3 separate regions of the Sus scrofa genome follow, and regions 2 and 3 are each linked to region 1. A link is a contact called in public Hi-C and HiChIP or PLAC-seq data. All regions are on one chromosome and are shown on one strand. The core of a region is the stretch at or near the end of the contact, and the rest is flanking DNA. Distances in the headings are between cores, read along the strand shown. Region 1 holds the start of LOC110262080. Region 2 has its middle 21 kb from the start of CHRNA9. Region 3 holds the start of CHRNA9 (cholinergic receptor nicotinic alpha 9 subunit).

Evidence for each region. Hi-C and Micro-C count contacts between places; a contact is called where the count stands out from the background. HiChIP or PLAC-seq counts read pairs in DNA pulled down with a chosen protein or histone mark.
Region 2: a Hi-C map of embryonic fibroblasts shows a contact between it and region 1, with 2.7 times the contacts expected there. The contact joins the enhancer-like site here to the promoter of LOC110262080 in region 1. A contact is called at or near these places in 2 of 5 promoter capture datasets (fetal liver and fetal skeletal muscle), 20 of 47 Hi-C or Micro-C datasets (alveolar macrophages, blood, brain and 10 more) and 2 of 2 datasets of contacts at active chromatin or transcription factors (alveolar macrophages and skeletal muscle).
Region 3: a contact with region 1 is called in an H3K27ac HiChIP or PLAC-seq map of alveolar macrophages. The contact joins the promoter of CHRNA9 here to the promoter of LOC110262080 in region 1. A contact is called at or near these places in 2 of 5 promoter capture datasets (fetal liver and fetal skeletal muscle), 7 of 47 Hi-C or Micro-C datasets (blood, embryonic fibroblasts, heart right ventricle and 3 more) and 2 of 2 datasets of contacts at active chromatin or transcription factors (alveolar macrophages and skeletal muscle).

Annotation. Positions count from the first base shown.
Region 1 is chr8:31,205,438-31,209,320 of Sscrofa11.1, forward strand. LOC110262080 reads left to right here and starts at 1,292. Exons shown (of 2, transcript XM_021101118.1): 1 at 1,292-2,424. The coding sequence starts at 1,950.
Region 2 is chr8:31,419,944-31,423,780 of Sscrofa11.1, forward strand. No RefSeq gene overlaps it. Among named protein-coding and RNA genes, the nearest start is that of CHRNA9, 21 kb to the right of the region's middle. Within about 2 kb of position 1,813, at least 38 of the 83 cell types and tissues checked have an H3K27ac peak or open chromatin away from gene starts, as enhancers often do. A contact at or near this core is called in alveolar macrophages, embryonic fibroblasts, fetal liver and 5 more, where this site is marked.
Region 3 is chr8:31,440,658-31,444,399 of Sscrofa11.1, forward strand. It overlaps CHRNA9 (cholinergic receptor nicotinic alpha 9 subunit), which reads left to right and starts at 2,386. Exons shown (of 5, transcript NM_001244806.1): 1 at 2,386-2,570; 2 at 2,863-3,008. The coding sequence starts at 2,507.

The sequences.
Region 1 (3,883 bases), core at 42-2,541:
CAAAGATTCTTAAATTTCCTCTTTGAAATTAAAAGATACATGAACTCAAATGAGAATGAGCCTGATAAACAATCCATTTATCCAGTGTTTTAACCTAATGCCTATGTCTCATTCTTTAAAAGATGTGTTCTTTTCCTATTGGCTTAGAATTTAAACCAATAAGGAAGAAGGAAATCTTTGTAAATATTCACAAAGGAAGGCTGGCCCTGTGAATGCTGAGTAAAGATTGCTTTGTTCTTCATTTGAGTCTAACTTTCAAAACTTTCAGATGTTTTTCTTTTATTGGCATAGTAAGCAAACATTTTTTTTCCCTTTAAATATTCAGCCTGGTTTATATCTTGCTGGCTTGAAATATATTTCCAATGTTAAGAATATTTTCTTCTTATTGTTCAGACCTAAGATGTGATTAATGGAAAAATCAACAATTTAATTGCCAGTTTTTATTATTATGGTGAACACATTTCATATGAACAAACTCAATATTAACTTGCTAGATTTGTTTGAAGTTTATAATTACTAGGGTTCTTTCATTCCTAAAGTGGCATATATCACTTTATTAGTCACTTTTAATGGTTGTTCAAAGGCAGAGATAATGTTAGGTTCTCAGCAATAGCTACTTAAATCTTGAGATTCTGAGTACTTTGTTAAAATTTTTGCTGTTTCCAAGTTACTGAAAGTATTAATAGAGATGTCTGTGTTGTAATTTCTTAACAGGGGCTCAAGGGACTTTTAAAAATACAAAAAGTTGTATGGTTGGTTTCATTAGAAAAGTTACCTTTCCTATTAAATATTTCTGATTTCTGAAAAAAACCACTACAATGTTTTCGTGAGTCGGTGTTCCAATTGGACTTATATGAAGATAAAAATTCACTTGCATTTCCCCAAATTTACACTCTGTTTAAAGCGATTACCATAGCAACATGAACAGAGATTCTTCGATGCAAAGGATTACTCTGTCAGGGGCTTATTCTTTTCTCTACGAAAAAACACTGATGGTGGAATAAAAAGTAATTGCAAAGGGAGGGAACCGAGGGAGGAAAAAACGAATAAGCGTAATCACCACCACCAGTAAGCAAGGGTGAAAAATTCGTGTACCTGAAAACACTGAACATTTCACGTCAGAACAGAGAAGAAACAAACCCAGGAAAGCAGGGTTTAGGAGGAAGAAAAAAAGGAGCAGACTTGGGGCACGGTCTAATAACACAGCGATCGTAAAAGGGAGGAAAACATCTTTGCTTTTTTTGGCACCTGAAAACTGAAGCTCTAAGCAGGGCAAAGGCCAGCGCCTGCGGTTCTACGTTGCAAACATGCACTCGTTTTGTGCTTCTGCCAGCGTGTTCAGACCGCGCGTTGGCAGCGCCAGCGGGGGCCGGGCAGTGCTGGTCCGGGCCGCAGCCGACCCCTTTGTCTCTCGGCTCCGAGGCTGCCGCCCGAGCGCGCAGAGGGGCAGCGGGCCGCGCTCCCGGAAACCTTCGGTGGGCAGCGCGGCGCGCGCGGGGGCGGGGTTCGCGCGCCTACAGTCGCCGTGGCCTTGCACCTCCCGACTCAACAGTCCGGTTAGGCCACGCCGAGGCCGCCTGGTTCGTCCCGCGGTCCCTCCCAACTTGCTGCCGGGACCCGCGCGCAGGCGGGCCCGCCCCGCTCTCATTTCCTCCCCCGCCTAGACCAGCGAGTACGACCTTGTGTTGCTGTTTTGCCTTTGGGGCTTGAGAGAGTGGCGAGGTTTAGAAACGGCTGTGGTCGACCGCGCCACTTATTTCCGCAGAAATTTCGGGCCCCTTAGTGCTACGTTCACCAGCTCAAAACGGCTCCCGCCTTCCCGAAACTCCGACCCATTGAAAAGGGCTTGCTCCTCCATGTGACCCCAGGACAAGGGAAGGGGGAAAAGACGTCAGGCTTTCGGGCGAGCTTTCTTGGCGGAGGTGCGGGGTGGCGGGAAGACCGGTCCGATGCGGCAGAACCGGCCAGGCCAGGACTCGCTCGCTAGGGAGCGGGAAAGGCGGGAGCGCCGGCGGGCAGGGGTCGCCCGGGCCGGCCGAGACGCCCAAGCAGACCTCGGGGACGCACCAGAGGTCGCGGCGGGGAGCCAGCGGGGGTGGGGGAGGCGGAGGGCGGCGATCCACCTGGGCGACGTGGCAGCCATTCCCTGTTCCCCGAGACCCCTCCCCATTCGGCCGCCCACCCGCCCCCTCGCGGCTGGCTGCTGTGAGGCTGCTCTTCCCCGACCGGACGAAGAGCGGCAGTGTCTCCCCGCCCGGCACTCGCCGCGCGTCTCCCCCCCGCGGCCGTCGCTGCTCGCCAGCCCTGCACCGCGCCGGAGAGCGCAGTGGCGGCGGCGGGAAAGGGCTGCGGACCCGCGGCGCCGCGTCGCACACTCGACGACGCGGCCCCGGCCTCGACGCCCTCCGCCCGCTCCTGGAGCAGGTAAAGGCAGCGGGTGGGAGGCAGGGCCGGGGAGAGGGTCCGGGAGGGAAAGGATCCCGGGGTCCCCGAACCGGAGCGGAGGGCCTGAGGCAGCAGCGGGCGGCGCTGCGACCGAAACCTCAGTCCCCGAACGTGGGAGGCCGGCTCGGGCCGCCTCCAGTCCGGCCCGCGGGCCCGGCCGCCCGGACGGAAGGGGAGTGAGGCGTCGGCGAGAGGCGGGCCCTGGCGTGCTGCCCGAGGTCGGGCGAAGGCGGGGGCCGCGGTCGCCTCCCCTGCCTCCTAGTCCCTGGCGGGCCTCCAGGCCCTTGACACACCCCTCTCGCCCCCCGGGGGCCTCCCTGTCGATTCCCGCGGGGACTTGACCTCGCGGCCCTCCGAGCGCCGGAGCTTTTCCCAGGCGGAGCCTTATTGCAACTTCGGGCCACCCTCCCGAGCACGTAGTCCTTGCAGGGCCGTTTATTTACTCACTTCTCGAAATCCAAACACAACCTTTCACATCGCACGTTTCGATTTTGGAAACTGCTGGGAGGCATTCACGGTTCCTGGGGTCTGTGCCCTTTTGATCCTCGTTCCCCCCCCCTCCCCCACGGCAACTTTGATCCTCGCTTTGAGCCCTGCTGAGATCCGGACCCTCTCCGAGAGAGGTCCATTTGGAAATCCTTCGATAGAGTGAGTCATCTGACCCGGGGCAGTTTATTCCTTAAGCTCTTTTGGTTAAAACGTGTCTTTTTTTGGGGGGGGGTCCTCTCTTATAAAGAGAGCTAGAGTAATTATTTAAAAAAGTGTAGATCACGCTCAGTGTTGGCTTTAAAGAATCTTCCTTTCGGCAACAGTCTCTAGAACTAGGATCTGATATTTGTGGCACGGACAGGTTTGTACACATTCTCGCCATGCAGTGGTTGTAATGTCTCCATAGCACAGTTCTGACTTGAAGGCAGGATTGGCTGGTTTTTCTACTCGACATCTTTAAGCCAATCAAGAAGCGCTGCTTGCCTGGAGACTGGTTAACTCAGAAAAGGTGGGGATTGGTTGAGCTCAGAGAAGAAAATCCTGGAGATGAACCTGGCTTCTCAGAAAACAATGACTGATTTGCAGCTGCCTCTTTCCCTCACTTAAAAATTCTTTTCATCTCCACAGCAGCCTTTTCTTACTGTTTTTATTATTTCCATTGTTTGTCTCTGAAACACCCAGTTCTCTCGTAACTCAGCCCTCATCCTTCAATTTTCAATGAAAGAATTCTTAAACGCTTTAAGAAATGTAAACATCATGTGTTTTGATTATCAGCATGGTTCAGTTATCTTACATTGTCTGTTTTTAAAGGTTAGGAATTAAATCAATTTTTTTTCCTATGCCAGAGCCTTTATTATTCAAGTGGCTGAGTGAGGATGGGGGGCTGCAGTGGTGGTGGTGATGAAAAGAACAGGAAAGAAATGGCTGCTTTTCTACAAAGATGCTACAT
Region 2 (3,837 bases), core at 563-3,062, 220 kb after region 1:
TACTAAAAGGGTACCAACTTTAGGTTAAAAAAAGGAAAGGAACAAAAAAGGCAAAGTTTGGAGCCCTCTGTAAGCCCTAATACTGACGAATTCCAGGGGTAAAGCTGTGACTTTGCCACCACCTGTTCCCTGGCCAGGTGAAGATATGGTGGGAGCAGAATGGTGTAGATTCAGACCCACTGCTGGGAGCTCAGCTCACTGACTGTGCAATGAGTGCATTAAGAAGTTCCGGTCAGGGAGTCTCTGTGGCACAGCGGAAACAAATCCAACTAGGAACCATGAGGTCGTGGGTTCGATCCCTGGCCTCGATCAGTGGGTTAAGGATCTGGCGTTGCCGTGAACTGTGGTGTAGTTCGCAGATGCGGCTCAGATCTGGTGTTGCTGTGCCTGTGATGTAGGCTGGCAGCTGTAGCTCCGATTAGACCCTTAGCCTGGGAACCTCCATGTGCCACGGGTGTGGCCCTAAAAGGCAAAAAAAAAAAAAGATCTGTCCAAGGCAAATGAGTGATAGTACGTCATCTAATGGAATGTTGTGCAACTTTTTAAAAGAACAGATCAGTTTAGACCGATGTAGAAAAATGTCCAAGATACAATAAGGGAAAAAAGCAAGTGGTGGAACAATGCATACATAGCGTCAAATAAGCAGACAATATATATGTTCTTCTATATTCATAGAAAATGTTTGGTAGCAGTGGTTACCTCTAGGAAGTGGTCCTAGGCAGAAAAGAGAGGGAAATTTACTTTCTAATATACTGCTTAAAATTTTTTTAAAAATCATAAACGGTTCAATATTTTCAAAAAAAGGTTTTTAAAATATTCAGACTTTTTGAAATTCCTGTTTTGATTTTCCTCCTGAGGGAATATATCTAGTAAATGTTTTGTACCAAGATGATCACGACAACATTTATTAAGATGGTATTGGATTGGAAATAACCTAAATGTCTAGCATGAAGAGAACGGTTAAGTAAATAAAGGAAAATGGACTCTAATACAATGCAGTCATTTAAAAAATCAATTTTCTGAAAATTTTAGCCAGATAGGGAAATGCTGATGCTCTGGTAAGTGGAAAAAGCACGATCTATGTAAATTTAGTATTAATATCAATGATGTTGCATAGGAGAAAAAATATCCTGGAAGAAAATATACCCAAATGACAACAGTGGTTGCTTCTGATAGCAAGATTTGGGGGAATTTTTCCCTATCCAAGACATTTATATTTTCAAATTCTTTTCAATTTGGAGGCAATGAGCAGGCATTATTTTGTAATGTGAAAGAAAAAGAAAGTAAAATACTGAGAAAACCATTGCATGCATTCCTGGCATGAGTCAGGGGCTGAATTTTCATGTTTAAATTAGTTTCAGAAACACTGGAGTGGTTTCTAGGCAACCTGCTTGGGAAATCATGTTCCTTCCCATTGTTGCTGGAGTGTGCGTGAGTGTCTCAGAAAATGTAAGAAGAGATGAACCCTTGCGAAACCAGACTCCTCCTGCAAGGAAAAACAAGCTTTGTCACAGGGACTTGAGTTATTGTGACCTCAGAGGGTTTTTGTCTTTGCTTTTTTCTGGTAAATGAGTGCTTGATTTTAATGAGGATTGCCATAGGCAGGAAGAGAATGAGAGATATTCAAGTCTCTGCAAATGGTGTAGGAAATTGGGGTGGGGCGGGGGTGGGGAACCAGAGCCCAAACCAATAATCTCAGGTGGATGGCTTTTCTGAGAACCATGGGCTGCGGATTCAGACAGTGGTGTAAAGACAGATTGCAGTTCAAGATGTGAAAAGATTGCCTCATCATCATGTGAGCCATTTACTACCATTACAGACAATCCTGCTGAGCCAAAGGGCTTTTAAACAGAAGGAAACGCTGAAAAATGGAATCAGAGCTGGGAAACCCTTGGCCCAACGTGATGGGCTATGGAGGATGGGCTGAGTTAAGAATGCTTTTTAGGCTCAAGGGAGCTGTGTTCTTTACAAAGAGTTTGTAGAAGGTGCAAAAGGTATTGTTCTCAGCCCACAATGTATGCTTTGTGGACCCCGACCACATTCTTCCGCGAGAAAACAAAAGGCATTTTTCGTGATGAATGGGGTCACTGCTCAGCTTCTCGATCTTATGCCCCCTAGTGGTTGGCTTTTGTAATTACAAAAAATTAAGTAAACAGCAGGCATTTTGGGTAATAAGAATTGACTAGGTTACTGCCTTTGACCTTGACTCCCGGCAGACTTCACCAAAACTCAAGGGAGAAGCTGCAAATCGGGAGTTCTGGCCTCAGGAGGTACAGATGCACTTCCTAGTAGAAGGTGGGACCAGAGAGCAGGAATTCTTCATAGTGGATGTAAAGAGCTTATTCTGTCTCCAAATTTGTGAGCTCACGTCCTTAATGCCACCTAGTTGTGGTCCACTGGGTCTGGCCACCTCTCCTTTAAAGTGACAGGTGGAGAGTAGAGGAAGAGGAGGACTAATATTTACCGACCCCTTTTCATGTGGTAGCCCTTGAGGGAAAGACCCTTCCCTTTCCATCTTTGTACTCCAGGGCTTAGCACAAGTGTTTGTGCTAAATGTTGGTGCTCTTGGGAGTTCCCATCATGGCTCAGTGGAAGCGAATCTGATTCGCATCCATGAGGACGCAAGTTCTATCCCTGGCCTTGCTCAGTGGATCAAGGATCCAGCGTTGCCGTGAGCTGTGGTGTAGGTCACAGACATGGCTTGGACCCGGCATTGCTTTGTCTGTGGTGTAGGCTGGTGGCTACAGCTCCAATTCAACCCCTAGCCTGGGAACCTCCATATGCCGCGGGTGCAGCCCTAAAATCCCAAAAGAAAAAAAAATGTTGGTGCTCTTGGATGCTCCATGGAGCCCATGAGGTGGATAACATTATCCTTGATTTTCCAATGAGGAAACTGAGGTACAGAGAGGTTCAAATATGCCCGAGATATGTAGCTAATAAATGGCAGAACAGAAGATCAAACCCCAAGTTCCAAAGGATCTGCTCTTTTCCTTCTGCTGAGATGTCCTCTCCTGCCACCCCATGTCCTTTCAGTCAGTCCACCCTGGGGGCCAACGTCTTTTCATTTCGCTAAACTTCTCATTTGACAGTGAATCACCCCTTAAAGGCATAGTCTTAAAGGCATATTACTTGTTTAACTCTCTTACTATTATTCACATTTTCTTAGAAGAAATTTTTTTTTTCTCCACAAAGCCCATAGACATCTTGAAGGAAGGGATAATGTATTCATTCTTCTGTAAACTCTCTGCCCAGCATTCAGTAAATATTTGCAGGAAGGGTGGATTTAGCAGCAGAGTTCTGATCAGGACGTACCTCCCAGGGCCTGATTGGACTGGAAAACTAGCCAACAATTTAAATTTTTATCTGAAAACATTTGCTCCCATCAAAAACAATAAGTGACTTCTTAACCCCCCACTGAGAGGCTTGCAACCTAAAGAATTGAAATCCAGATCTCTCTCTCTAGGAGCTTAGCATCTTGAGCATATACGTAGCCGGTTGTTACAACATTGGATTTGGCTCAAAGGTGGAAGCTATTCACTTAGCATCTTCTGTTCCAACTGGAATCTGGTGGTTCCCAGGTCAAACGCAGGGTTCTACTCTGACCTGCTGGGACACTGATGGACCTGGGAACAAGAAGCCGGCTTCCCTGCCAGAGGGAACGCCTCTGGCAGTTTACATCCAGGTTTGTTTTGTCTTCCTCTTAGGGCCGCCCTCCAGGGAGCCATGTGTGGCACAGGTATGTCCAGAGTAAGGTTAGGACCCAAAGCCCTCAGCTCCCACTGTCCTCCCACAGGGGACATCAGACAGTGCCAGCCCTCAAAGGAGGCAGGCCACGAC
Region 3 (3,742 bases), core at 1,136-3,635, 240 kb after region 1:
TCCAGCATTGCTGAGAGCTGTGGTGTAGGTCGCAGACCCAGCTTGGATCTGGCGTTGCTGTGGCTCTGGCCTAGGCCAGCAGCAACAGCTCCAATTAGACCCCTAGCCTGGGAACCTCCATATGCTGCAGGTGCGGCCCTAAAAAGACAAAAAAAAATTTCAAGTGAGCAACTGAAAGGACTGAGTTAATCAAAAGCAATCAGACTACCAAGGATGATTACTTTGCAGGCAGCTGTCAGGCAGCTGCCACAGCAGCTAACAGCACGCATTCTCTGAGCCCTTATCCCCAGGCTGCTGCTTTCTTGCTCGGTGAGGTGGGGCATCAAAGACACACAAATAAGGTAGAGAAGGAGGGGAGGCCGAGTTAGCTCAGGGAGCACGTTGGGCTGGGGCGGGTGGCCTGGATTCTGTCTCTGGCCACGTGCTGCTGGAGGCAAGCCACCCACATCTCCGGATATCAGTTTCCTCCAGTGGAAATGAGACATTCAACCCAATTTCAAAAGGACCTTTGGTCTCTGAGATTCCAGAGCGGAAGGGTTTTTGGAGGAGGGAGGCCTGCGCGTGGGCACCAGGAGCTGTCATTTGATGGGTGACTCAGACTCGCGTCAGAGAAATAACGTCCTCACAATCAGCACAAGGGCACAGGCAATTAAGAAACACACTTAGCTGATGGCTGGAGTGTCTGTTCCATTCGGAGGATATATTCCTGAAGAGGGACAGGGTGACTCATCAGACGGCTGTAACCTGATGAAGCAGAGCTATCCAATTTCCTTGCTCTGATTCCAGGCCAACGACTGATCTTAATTTGGTTGTCCAAGACAGTCTCCCCGGGGCAAGAGGAGGGGCAGGCGATGGCAGTTGGAAACGGACGTTCTTCTGGGTGAGCAAAAGGAGATCATATATGAGAAATGACTGAAATTTTATATAGTAGCATTCAAAAGCAAAGGGATAGCATCCTTAGTAATATCATTAGTTATGAGTCATTATCTGCTGATTTGGTTAGCTTTTGACTTTTTTTTTTTTTTTTTGTCTTTTTGCCATTTCTAGGGCTGCTCCTGTGGCATATGGAGGTTCCAGGCTAGGGGTCGAATCAGAGCTGTAGCCACCTGCCTATGCCACATCCACAGCAGTGCAGGATCCGAGCCGCATCTTCCGCCTACAGCAGAGCTCACGGCAATGCCAGATCCTTAACCCACTGAGTGAGGCCAGGATCGAACCCGCAACCTCATGGTTCCCTGTCGGATTCGCTAATCACTGAGCCACGACAGGAACTCCGACTTTTTTTTTTTAAACAACTAGTAAACCTTGGATAACTTGGTAAATACAGAAATTCTGTATCTACAAAGCTGGTCAGAGATAAAAATGACTAACCTTTGCGTAGTGCTGTACCATTTGCAAAGTGCTTCTTTATACACTATCCCAATAGTTCTGGGAGAACACTATTTATAGAATGTCTCTAATATCCTATTATTATTGATAGTATAGAGAGTATTATTTTCCAGTCTCTAGCTCAGGAAAGCTCAGTATTCTAGAGCGAGGCAGTGTTTGGGCTGGCGTTCAAACCCAGGTCTTCCACTCCTAATCCAAATCACAGTGCTGCTGCTGCTTCTGAAGAGAAAGGATGCTCTCCTCTTATCCAACTCCCACCCCCACCCTCACCTCCCACCTCCTCCCACAGCCACTCACACTCATTACTATACAAGATCAGTGCCCAGTGGGACAACTGAGGAAGTGATGAGAAGCGGAGGGCAGAGAAGACACCCAAATGTCAGTCTGTTCTGCAGATCGTGGAACTGCTCTTCTTTCCCTCTTCAAATGCCACTCAAAGCACATAGAGCCTAGGAGTTCCCGTCGTGGCTCCGTGAAAATGAATCTGACTAGTATCCATGAGGATGCAGGTTAGATCCCTGGTCTTGCTCAGTGGGTTAAGGATCTGACGTTGCTCTGGCTGTGGTGGAGGCCAGCAGCTATATCTCCGATTTGACCCCTAGCCTGGGAACCTCCATATGTCACGGGTTTTGCCTAAAAAGACCAACAAAAAAAGGCACATAGAGCCTTTCCGGACTGCTGCCCCATGCCTGGGTCAGTTCAACTTTCCTTAGTGTCCAGACTCAGGCAGAATCTTCTCATTGTGGGTATAGACATCTGCTCAGATGGGATCTTGCGGGGGTTGGGGGGAAGGCTCCTACTTATCTTCCATTCAAAGTTTGGTCTGGATGTCCCTGCCAGTGGTAGCTAGGGACCTTCAACTGGGACGGCCCCCCCCCAGAGCAGCACCACCTGACCTAACCCGCTTGGGACTCCTGGCATCTCAGCTGCGGGAGCTGCCAGTCTCGGATTACCGAGGGGAGGATCTCGGGACCTTGGGCTGTCTGTGGGCTGCAAGCCCAAGCTCTCCATCTGCTGCGTGGACAGTGGCAGATTGGGTTTGCTGTGCCCAGATCCTTCCCATTCACAAAGCGAAGTAGAAGACTGTGCTGGGAATTTATACAGGCTTAGGGAAAAGATGAACTGGCCCCATTCCTGCATCTCCTTTTGCTGGATTTACTTTGCTGCCTCCAGACTGGGAGGTAAGAGGCTGGTGGATGTGTAACCATCTTGGCTCATCTGGGGCCACGTCTTTGGTGGGATGTGGGATGAGCTGGGAAACAGAACAAATGATCTAGCTACGAGGAAGTAATCTGCCTTCTTACTGACTTGTGCTGCTCCTGGTAGGGCGTGCCAGGAAAATGACTCCTATGCACCCAGAGCTTGTCCCAATCTGTTGCTGGGTCATTCACATTGCTGGTCCTCGGTCTGTTGTTCTTTGCCTTGAAATACACATGACCCCGAAAGTTGATCCGGGTCCCTCTTTTCAAGCAGCCGTAGACACAGCAGATGGAAAATATGCTCAGAAGTTGTTTAACGACCTTTTTGAAGATTATTCCAATGCTCTTCGTCCAGTAGAGGATACAGATAAAGTCCTGAATGTCACGCTCCAGATTACACTTTCTCAGATTAAGGATATGGTGAGTAATATGTCGTGGTGACTCTTTGGAATGTTTAGAATGAAGCTACCAGTGCTTTCCAAAGGGAATGTTTTAGCTGGGAATTTAAGAGGGAATGAGAACAAATTGTTCTTTGCGCAATCCAGTGGGAGAAGGAGACTCTAGGAAAAGAAAGCTTCCTGCAAAATTAATTTCACTAAATGTTGCCATTAACATTAGCAGACTTGGATCATCTAAAGAAAGGTGGTGTTACACATGGCAGGTTCCGTTTCTACAAAATGTGCAAAATCGGCAAAACCATAGAGACAGAAAGCAGAGTAGTAGTTGCCAGGGGCTGTGGGATGACAGGGAATAGTGATTGCTTGATGGTCATAGGGTTTCTTTTGGGGGTTATCAATGTTCTGGAGTTACAGAGTGGTGATGGTTGCACAACCTCGTGAATAAACTGCAAGCCACTGAATGATACGTGTTAAAATGGTTAAATTAGTGAGTTTCATGTACTGCATATTTTATCCCAATTTAAAAAGAAAGGTGGTGTTTTAAGAGGACATACCTTATTTAGTGCATATGTGTGTTTAATTTAATTCTTCTCTACGCTGTAGATATTTCTTGACTTTTTCATTCACGTGAATATCAGTTGATCAATTTTCAGAGCTATTTGGGCTGTTGATCCATGCAAAGATCTGATGATTTAAATGTTTGTCCACTTTTCATTCGGAACACTGAATCAAGCAGGAAAAAACATGGCCTTGGTG